Linked DNA regions of Oryctolagus cuniculus: region 1 is linked to region 2. A link is a contact called in public Micro-C data. All regions are on one chromosome and are shown on one strand. The core of a region is the stretch at or near the end of the contact, and the rest is flanking DNA. Distances in the headings are between cores, read along the strand shown. Region 1 holds the start of CCDC90B (coiled-coil domain containing 90B). Region 2 holds the start of DDIAS (DNA damage induced apoptosis suppressor).

Evidence for each region. A called contact is a pair of places that touch in the nucleus more often than the background predicts.
Region 1: a contact with region 2 is called in a Micro-C map of ear pinna, with 6 times the contacts expected there. The contact joins the promoter of CCDC90B here to the promoter of DDIAS in region 2. A contact is called at or near these places in 2 of 6 Hi-C or Micro-C datasets (ear pinna and an unstated tissue).

The regions. Positions count from the first base shown.
Region 1 is chr1:74,284,417-74,290,180 of mOryCun1.1, reverse strand. It overlaps CCDC90B (coiled-coil domain containing 90B), which reads left to right and starts at 3,155. Exons shown (of 9, transcript XM_002708472.5): 1 at 3,155-3,690; 2 at 4,584-4,703; 3 at 5,583-5,686. The coding sequence starts at 3,591.
Region 2 is chr1:73,950,934-73,956,212 of mOryCun1.1, reverse strand. It overlaps DDIAS (DNA damage induced apoptosis suppressor), which reads right to left and starts at 1,781. Exons shown (of 5, transcript XM_008263336.4): 1 at 1,307-1,781. PRCP (prolylcarboxypeptidase) reads left to right here and starts at 1,837. Exons shown (of 9, transcript XM_017344368.3): 1 at 1,837-2,165. The coding sequence starts at 2,145.

The DNA of each region.
Region 1 (5,764 bases), core at 1,906-4,405, 330 kb before region 2:
GGGTGTTGGGGACAAACTTGACAGTGATAGAAATAGTAACGAATATATATTCATGTATAAAGAGGCCCACTTTTTAAATAATCCTAAGTTAGTTTAGGGTAAGCAAAAATATTGTGGTCTCACTGGTCAGTATCTTTCAATAGCCTGTGAACTTCTGCAGTTCATATTTAACAATATTATAATCATATGCATACCTGACTTATAACATCCCAACCTAATAAGATTTTTCAACTTTATAATGGTGCAGAAGTGTACTCATACAGCCATTTTGTTTTTCACTCTCAGTATAGTACTCAATAAATCATATGAGATATTCAACACTTCATTATGAGTTCTGTATTAGCTGATTTTGCCCGACTGAATTTACAGTAGGGTTACAACTCGATAAAGCCACTATAAATTGAAAATATTTTAAGTCAAAAGTGCACTTTAGCTTAGCCTCATCTACCTTAAGTGCTCTCAAAACACAGACATTGGCCTACAGTTGGGCAATATCATCTAACACAAAAGCTAATTTATAATAAAGTGTTGACTATTTCAAGGAAATTCTTGAATACTGTACTGAAATTGAAAAACAGAATGGTTATATGTGCACTCATCATTAACATGCACAGCTGATAGCACACTGGGTCAGAGGAACGTGCAAAACATTAGCAGACGTAGGAGGTCCATTCCCTTGAGTGTCACCAGTTCATGGGCCTCAAGTGGGAGCTGTTCAGAGAAAAGCTTTATTTACTTGCAACTGGTAAAGGACACCATGGAAAGGTATAATTCTCTAAAGCAAGGGAGGGGTACCTTTTTTGTTGCCAAGGGCCATTTGGATAGTTATAACATAATTTGTGGCCCATACAGAATTATTAACTTAAAAAATTAGCCTGCTACAGATTTATTGAATTTGGAGTCCCGCCTGCAGTTAGCTTGGCAGAGCCAGACCACCCTGCTAAAGAAACTGACTCCCTGGGAAGTTGTCAGTTATTGTAACCAGAGTTAAGGGAGCGCCAGGAAGCAGAAAAAAAGAGTTCAGCGGGGCCCTTGTTGCTCAGGCACCATGTCTTTACACATTGCATGTTTACAGTTCCCATTCTGAATGTTTTCTCGGAGCTTCCCTTGTCCTTGGTATTGTGCCCCCCCCGGGGGGGGGTTACAGTGTTGGAAGATAAGCTTTCCTGCAGCATCCTCTGAAAAATAGGCTCAAGCCCATAAACTATTTCAGATTCTCTATCGCTGTTCTCATGCCCCCCTCCTGTCCAATTCTCTCCCCTTGGTTACAGAAGCATTGAGCTGAAATCGGCCAGTGGATGATGGGGATGCTTTAGCAACAGGGCTATCAGTTTCTAAGTGCAAGTTGCAGCTCCTTGCCACTACCAGCATCACAAAGGTTGTCACACCACATGCGGCTAGAACAGGGAAAAGTCAAAATTTGTAATTCACAAAATAATTTTTACTTATTGCATAGCCCTCTCATACCATCGTAAAGTCATAAAATTGTTACTCATGTCCGCATCAAATGCATTTTAGATTTATTTTCATTTTACGATGGGCTTATTGGAATAGAACCCTAAGTTGAGAAGCATTATACCAGTATATGAATTTTCCTGTCCCTAATATATTGTTTTAAAAATATTTTTAAAAGATTTATTTTATTTATTTTAAAGAATTACAGAGAGAGGTAGAGACAGAGAGAGAGGTCTTCCATCCACTGGTTCACTCCCCAGATGGCCACAACAGCTGGAACTGCATCGATCCGAAGCCAGGAGCCAGGAGTTTCTTCCAGGTCTCCCACGCGGGTGCAGAGGCCCAAGGACTTGGGCCATCCTCTACTGCTATCCCAGGCCATAGCAGAGAGCTGGATCAGAAGAGGAGCAGCCAGGACTAGAACCGGCGCCCATATGGGCTGCTGGCGCTTCAGGCCAGGGCTTTAACCCGCTGCACCACAGCGCTGGCCCCGTAAAAAAATATTTTAACGATTGCATCAAATTGCAATGTGGAGCATTTCTGTGACTCATTGAATCACTTCTTTAAGATTTATCTATCCATTTGAAAATCTGAGTTAAAAAGAGAGAGGAGAGATATTTTATATCCTGGCTGGTTCACTCCTCCCTCAGATGGCTGCAGTGGCCAGGGCTGGGACAGACTGAAACCAGCAGCCAGGAGCTTCTTCCGGGTCTCCCATGTGAGTACTGGGGTCCAAACACTTGGGTCATCCTCCACTGCTTTCCCAGGTGCATTAACAGGAAGCTGGATCAGAAGTGGAGCAACTGGGACTTGAATCGATGCCCATATGGGATGCCAGTGCTACAGACAACAGCTTAACCCACCGTGTGACAACACTGGTCCCTTGAATCACTTCTGAATATTTACAATATTTTCAAACATCACAAAGGAAGCCATCATTGTAAAATATCTTGGCTACAGATGTGATTCTTTTCTTAGGCTAGGTTCTTAGAAGTGAAACTAGCTACTCACTTTTTAGTTTCATATGTATTATTGAATTGCTTTCCTAATAATATGTTGTAATAATTTACGCTTCTACCAGCAATGTTATACACCTAATTGCATATTTGCTAGCATTAAGAATTAATTTTTAAAAAATCTTTATAAGTAAAAATGGGGTAGTCTTATGTTTTGCTTTTTATTTTCTCCTGATGAGATTAAACTTTCAAAATTTTTCTGGTCCCAATTTTAAAAATAGCTGTTTCTGTTTCATCCCCATGAATTATGTGTTAAAGCCCTTGCTGGAAGGAATAAAGTTCTTTCTCCTTTTAAATGTGCCTCAGTGCTTACAACGACACTTATTATTTAGCTGATTCATAATATTTTGAATATACACAAGTAGGAAACTTAGTGTTTCACCGTTTAGAGCCTGGTGAGAATAAATAAGCCACTAAACGGCTAACGGTTGTGTGTGGCTTCAGGATTCATGAAGAACACTCATGTACATGAGTGCTTTTGAGCAGCACAACTACGCAGCATCTTCAGAAGATAAACGGTGAAAACTTATGTCCACTGGAGGAGCCAGAGGAACCATTTCCCCAGAGGCATCAAAGCCACTAAATTCAGTTGGTCCTCCTGTGCGCCAGGGGGCGAACTAGCAAGAGTGAACCGCTCACTGGCCCACAATTGCCAGGTTTCGTGGGTTCCGAGTACGCGGCCTCCCAGAATGCTCAGCGATAGAGGCCTTCAGAGCCCAGGTAGCGGTGCGGATAGACATAACCACCGCTCCGTAGAATAGCCTGTCTCGGGCCGATTTGGAGGCTCTTCGTGTACCTTTCAGGAAACGGGCACCGGAAAGGTTCTCCGATAGGATCCCACTTTCTTAGCGCGGTAACGGCGTGCACAGGTCGGGAAGGGCGGTGGGAGAAGTGGAGCAGCTCTAAATCATGCTCGTTAACAGTGGGTCCACCCGTGAAGAGGCCCAGCTTCGCGGCACCGCGATGCGCGCCTGCGCGGACGGGCGGGGCAGCGTGCCTGTGACAGGCTGAGAACTACATTTCCCAGCATTCGTATTGTACCAGAACTACCTTGCCCGAAAGCCTGTGCGAAATTCAGGCCGTCTTCCGCCGCCTCCCTCACCGGAAAACTGCGGGGACATGAGGAGTGCCTGGGTTTGGCGACTTCTGCGCTCGAAAAGCAGCGTGGGCGATTGGTTGTCAGCCCCCCACAGCCGTTTCTCGCCGCTCTTCCGGCGAGGTGAGACAAGGCGCCGTGCCACGCTGCCCGCGGGCTCCGTGGGGAGACAGTCCTGCTCGGGCGGGCGGGAGGCGGAGGCGCCACGCCTTCTCCCCAGCCTCCCTGGATGGACCCGTGGGGCGGGGACCAGGAAGAAGCCGCCTTCCTCTTCGGAGCGCTATCCCCGGAGGTTCTGGGCTCCTCTCTTGGCCGAATCCCTTTTCTGTGTCACCTGAGGCCGAGTGTCTCTTTGGAAGCGCCCAGGTTTTTTTGCGGCCTGTTGAAATTTAGACTGTTACTTGCGTGGTGGCCCCAAGCCGTTTTTTTGTAGACCGCATCATGCATTTCCGGTCAGGTCAGCTTTATTATCGCTGTAATTCCCAGCACCTTGTAATCACGTAATAGCCGTTTAAGAAGGAAAAGGGGGAGAAAAAACAGTGCTGGAATCTATGGTGTCGGGCCAGTCGGCTTCCCTGTTAGCAGTGTGTCTTGAAGAGCTTCTGGCTTTGTTTTTGAGACAATTTGTGTTGTTTTGCCCGTTGTTTGATTTTACGAACAGCGGGTCGAGACCGCAGTTGTTGGCCCTCCATAGGGTTGCTGGTTGGCTGCCTGAGTCATTGACAAGGACTTTGGTTCATGTGTAGATGTTCAGTATACACAAAATTGAGTGTTCTTGGAGAAACCTTAAGTATTCCTCCCTACAGTTAGTATTTGTTGAATGTTTACTGTGTACAGGGTAATAGCAGACTTTTCAGATAAAAGAAGGATGCAGATGCGTTAAGTTGCCTGAGGTTATAGAATTCCTAATTAGAAGACCTGGAACTATGTTATAGATAAGGTGAATGAATGCTTTAGAAGCTAAACTGATACCTCTGTCGGTTATTAGCCATAAAACAACACTGTCTTGTCTTCAGGTTTCTTGACCACCACAAACAAGGAAGGCTATGACAGGCGGCCAGTGGACATAACTCCTTTAGAACAAAGGAAGTTAACTTTTGATACCCATGCATTGGTTCAGGACTTGGAAACTAATGGTAAGAAACATTGGTACCTTTTGAAAGAAGAAAATTAAAAGTACTAATCTAGTAATTTACCTAAAGACACTGTCATTATTATGAACAGTTAAGAGTAGCTATTTAAATAGAAATACAACCCATACATAATGTACAATCATGAAAAACAATAGTGTTTGAAGAATATTTACTGCTATAAGGAATGCTCAATATGTTAAAAAATAATTTTATAAAACTGCAGAATAATTCCACTTAAATAAGAAAGGAAAAATCTAGAAGTGAAAATATACAGGAATAATTTTTAAAAGTCAAAGAACAAATGCACTAAAATGTGTGATAGGGCAGAGAAAGTTAATTAATATGAGAATGAGACATGTAAATTTAGCATGTGATAAAGGAGGCACTATAAGTGAGATACATGAGAAATGACTAGTTGTGGAAAAAAATATAATAGATCCTCTATTGAAAACTAAATGTAAAAGAGTTCTTAGGAATCAACAAGAAATTCATCAATTTTATAGAAAAATGGACAAAGGTTATCAATAAGCAGCACACAGAAAATTAAATAACCACAAGTACATGTAAAAATGCTTAATCTCACTACAAACAAGGAAATGAAAACTTAATACAAAGTAAAATAGCAGTACAGTACTATTTTTAATGCCAATTACACACTCAAACCTAGTGATATCCATAGTTAATATAGATGGAAGATATATATCAGTGAGAATTTAAATTCTTGAATGCTTTTGGGGAATAATTTAGCACTATTTGTCAAGTGTTTAATTGTAAACATTTTTTTAAAAGTTAAAACAGTTTAAATGTTCAGTAGTTATTCTGTCTATTCTGATCAAAATATCTGCTTTTAAAACAATGCAAATACTAGTTTTCTGCTTACAGGATTTGACAAAGCACAAGCAGAAACAATTGTATCAGCATTAACCACTTTATCAAATGTCAGCCTGGATACTATCTATAAGGAGATGGTCACTCAAGCTCAACAGGTAATTCATTTTTCTTTGTTCTGACAATTTTATTAAACAATCTTTTTCATAACTACATTTCTGTCCACCTACCTGCCT
Region 2 (5,279 bases), core at 532-3,031:
GAGAGGCAGAGAGAGAGAGAGGCCTTTCATCTGCCAGTTCACTTCCAAGATGGCAACAACAGCCGGAGCTGCTTCTATCTAAAGCAGGGAGCCAGGAGCTTCTTCCAGGTCTCCCACGTGGGTGCAGGGGCCCAAGGATTTGGGCCATCTTCCACTGCTTTCCCAGGTCATAGCAGAGAGCTGGATAGAAGTGGAGCAGCTGGGTCTTGAACCAGTGCCCATATGAGATGCCCCGCTTCAGGCCAGGGCATTAACCTGCTGTGCCACAGCACCAGCCACAGGATTGAAAAGTAGGGAGAGTGGCCAGGTAAAATCTGTACTTTTGGGGCCAGCACTGTGGCAAAGCCACTGTCTGTGACACCAGCATCCCATATGCGTGCCCTTTGAATTCTGGCTGCTCCACTTCTGATCCAGCTCCCTGCTGAGTCACCTGAGAAAGCAGCTGAGGATGACCCACGTGCTTGGGCCCACTGCACCTATGTGGGAGATCTGGAGGAGGCTCCTGGCTCCCGTCTGGCCCTTGTGGCCATTTGGGGAGTGAACCAGCGGATGGAAGATCTCTCTGTCTCTACCTCTCTCTAATTCTGCCTTTCAAATAAATATATAAAATAAATCTCTAAAAAAAAAAAAAAAACAACCAAACAAAAAACCCTGCATTTTCTCAGTCTGGCAGTGTGGAGTCTGGATTGGAAAGCAGCAACACTGAAAGCAGGAAAACCAGCTGGGAGTCTCTTTCACAGTTACATAGCAGTTATAGGGTTGATCCAAAGTAATGTCAGTGAAAGCGGAGACAAATAAACGGAGCTGAGCTATTCAAGGGACTGGTATGCTTGCTTGGATGTGAGAAGAGGAAGGATCTAGGAAACTTTCCAGTTTTTAGTTTGAGCATATGGGTAGGTTAAGCATTACTATAATCCCTGTGGACCATCAAAGCAGTTTGGGAAAGACCCCTTTTCAGTACGTACTACCCTGCACAGTAGGCAGCTGAAAACGTAAGCGAGAGTCGTCCCCTTTCCTATTTCCGGTTCTAGAACCCCCCCCCCCCCCCCCCCCCGTCACTAGCTCCACGGCACAACACGGTAAATGGTTTGCAAACGTTCGCGGAGTGACCTTAAAAGCACTGAGTGTAAAATAAAATGATGGACCTTTTAACTCCTCCACACGCACGTCCGCTCCTTTACAGAGAAATGAAGTCCTGAAGCAAACAAAATGCAGGGCTCAGAGTTTCACTCACAACAACGTAGAGGGCCTCGGTAGCAATCCCTGGCCATTGTTCTCCCCAAAAACCTCCTTCCCAGCTCCTCACCTGAGGCACAGGACTGGGGGACCAGCCCAGGCAACGCTCCGCGAACTACCGGAATCCACAGCTCCCCGGGCGCCCTCCAATCAAATCTCCCGCGCTCCCTTCCGCCGGAAGTGACGTTCGGGCCGTGGTTCCTGAGAGCCAATCACGAGAGGCGCCGCAAGGAGGGGCGCTAAGCCGCCAAATTCCGCGAGCATAGTGAAATAACTTTTCGTGTGAAACTAGGGTGGAGGCATGTTTGAGGGGATTTCTTTCCCGCCTGATGGAGCAGTACTACTACGTAAAGCCGACTTGGAGGCAGAGCGGAGGCAGCTGGGCGAGGAGGTCCCGGGGAGGCGTGGCAGCGGGTGGCACTGCCTTGGGGGCTGTCCGGCGGGTTGACTGGAAGAGAATAGAGTTGGCTGAGTCGGGAGGACTGAGGGCGGCGCTGTCTGAGGCGGGTGGCAGGACGGGGGGCGGAGGGACGAAAGGAGTGGCAGTGACAGGGAGAGAGCTGGGCCCTCGAGTGAGTTAGCAGGTTCCGGGAACAGAAAGGAGGCGTCACCAGGAAGAAGAGTCGCAAACTGGGCGGGATTCGGGCCAAGTGGGCTCTGAGCGACCTTCCTAAGGGGCGGGTTGAGCGGGCAGCTGGGAGGGGTTGGTGCACCAGAACACCGGTACCACGGGAGGCGACAGAATGGAGGTTAGCTGCGAGGCGCGCGACCTTTGGAGCCGGACGGAGGGGGCTGCCAAGCCCCGCTCCCCTGTCCGCTCTCTGAGTGACCCAGTACAAGTCCCTACACCTCCCTGAGACCCAGTTTCCTTGTCTGTGAATGACAGAACGATCGTGCAGGAAGCGCAGATGGTTGAATTCGGTGACATGGTATGCGCGCTGTCATGTTTACTTTTGGACGGGCATGTAGTGAACAGTCAATGTTGTCATAGTAGCTATTATTACCATGAGGGATTTGCCGAGGGCAGGGTGGTACCGCAACGGACTTGCAGTGCCCAGGGTAGGGTTCGGGGGTGAGAGTAAAGGTAGGGGTGTAAAGTGATGTTCTGTAACTTGGGTTTTAACTTGCCCGGCGCTATAGACAAAGATGGGATACGGCCAGGGCAGACTCGGGGTGTGACCGCAATGAAGGTGCGCTCAGGTGAAGGGATGGCTCGTGAGGGAAGTGGAGTGGAAGCAGCGCCCTAGGACACAGGGGGCGGCGTGGTTGAGGGGCTGGCTGGCTTTGGGTCTGCCGGGGGAGGAGCCGGTATGCAGTAGGCGGAGCTGTGGGCTGTGCCGGGCTGGGACGGCGCGGTTCTGCGTGTCGCCCTTTCACACTGCAGCCGGCAGCCTGAGCCATGGGCCGCGGAGCCCTCTTGCTGCTGCTCTTGGCTCTTCTGGCGCCTGGAGCCGCCGTAATCCTCCGGCCAGCCCTAAGGACTCTTGGCAGCCTACATTTGCCAACCAATCCCACGTCCCGCCCTGCTCTAGCCAACAACTACTCAATTCTCTACTTCGAGCAGAAGGTAAGAGCCAGGGGAAGAGGAGGGAGGTTCGCCGTCCCAGGCCCAACCGCCAGGACTCCAGCCCCACAGAGCCCGGGCAACCCAGCCTACTCCCGTTCGGATCTTCTACTACCTAGGACCTATCCGGTCTTTGATTCACACTTTCCCAGTGGGGGCTCCATTTCCCAGTGCTATTTAAAATTTCTCCTACCATTATCAATAATTCTCTTGATTCAGGCTCATCTGTAATTGGCTACAACCATCACTTAAACAACTCCTGCTCCCATATAAATTCTCTTGGTTTTCCTCCACATTCAAATTATTGAATCACAACTCTGGCCCCTAGTCTGTGGTGACAGGCATTCTTTGCCTCACAAGCAGTCCCTAAATACACATTTTCATATCTTTACCTATTAGGTATTGTAGAATATTTATCCAGTCTAAAACACCAGTCTGTCAACTCGAGATTAGCTTAAAGTTGACTTTGTAGTGCTTTCATTAGTAATTTTTGTCAGTCCCTGTTCCCTATAAGATAACTTATATAGCCTGTGTTTTTCAAGAAAGTTGTAGAAATATGTCAGGACTTAAAATGTGTGGGGGGAATTAGTCTCTGTGTTCTGTAACTAAGTTTAAATTTTTTAAAATTTTAATTGTATTTGAAAGGTAGAGACAGAGATCTCCCCTCTGCTGGTTCACTCCCCAAATGCCTGCAACCAAGGGGTCCAGGGTAAAGCCAGGAATCAGGAACTTCATTCAGGTCTTTCAAGTGGGTACCAGGGACCCGATTACTTGAGCCATCAATCAGCTGCCTCCCAGGATACACATTAGCAAGAAGCTGGATCAAAAGTGGAATGGCTGAGATTCAGACAAGGCACTCTGATATAGGATATGGGCGTCCCAAGCTGTGACTTAATGGCTGTGCCAAATGTCTTCCCTTTTAACTTGAGTTTAGAGTTAAGAAAGTCTGGATGCCTTTTGTGCTTGGCTGTGACATGAGGCAATCTGCAAGTCTGAATGGGAAGTGCATTCTGCGTGAAATGACAAGAAACCCTTTCGGTTCTGTGTTTCTGCGGGCCTGCATAAAGATAGGCAAAAAGTTGGGAAAGGTTGAGATTAGAAAGAGTGCAAGAATTTGGATCTTGGAGTCTTGGCTTTAGGACTCAGATGATCCAGGATTCCTCCCTGCCAGCTCTGCAACCTTTGGTAAATTGTAGTACATCTCTCAGCCTTATTTCTTGATCTCCTGGCAGGAGTTGCGATGATTAAATGAGAGCTTTGTCCCTATTAGAGTACATGGCTACAATTTATTAAATGCATACACTTGTTAAATGCATGGTTACAGATATATGTGAGTTGTTAATAGGAATTTGGGATAGATGGTGTGAGCTTGTAGAATAACTTGTAACCCAGAGATTTGAATTTGAGTTTATGAGGAAAAGAAAGTGTTTTATTTTTAGCAGAAACACCAAGAAAATGGACATCTTTCTTGAACACTCTAGGGCACAGTTTTTTCATTTATAAAATTAGAGATTGGGATAAGAATTGATGTGTTTTAGACTTTACTGAGGAAAATTAAAGGCTCTTTAGAGAGCTATCTCAGATCTGGGTGAGGGCTGAAGTGGAGACCAAGTCAGGTCTTCCAACAACTTCCTGGCCTCTTTTCACTTGGAGCTCTCTACTTTTATCTGTTTTCCCATATTAGGATTTTATATATGGCAATTTTCATAATTTTATTGCCAGAGTAAAATTAGGGAAGAACTCTTGGAATAGAAGATCTCAAAAAATCCCTATAGGAATTGATGAAAAAGAACTATTAACAGAAAAAAAAGGGAGAAATGAAAGGACAGAAGGGAGTGATCTTGAAATTTATATACCTTTGTTGTATTTTAGTTGGTTGGTCACTTTGCTCTTTAGAAATATAAATTTAAGGCTGGTTCTTTTTCCATTTTTGGTGATCTGCAAAATATTTTGCTCTCCTCAGCTACCTTTTACCCATTTTTATATTTAGTTTCTATTTTAGGACACAGAGTCTATGACATATCTTTATTATCATTATAAAATTTTCCTTACATCAGCTCCAAATGAATTTTCTTTCTTCCTTTTTTTGAGAAAAACTTACACTTAATGTATTTGTTGCATAATTATAGTTAGAATAGTTGGTCACTTCTATGTAGATTTTTAATTGGAAATGACTGCAAACTCTAATTTTTTAGTTAGAGCACATGAAATACTTTTATGTCTATTAGAAATAAAATTATTATAACCAAAAGGCCCAGTTTTTAATTAATTTTTTTTTTATTTTTTTATTTTTTTTTTAATTTATTTTTATTTTTTTGACAGGCAGAGTGGACAGTGAGAGAGAGAGACAGAGACAGAGAGAAAGGTCTTCCTTTGCCGTTGGTTCACCCTCCAATGGCCGCTGCGGCCGGCGCGCTGCAGCCGGCGCACCGCGCTGATCCGATGGCAGGAGCCAGGAGACAGGTGCTTTTCCTGGTCT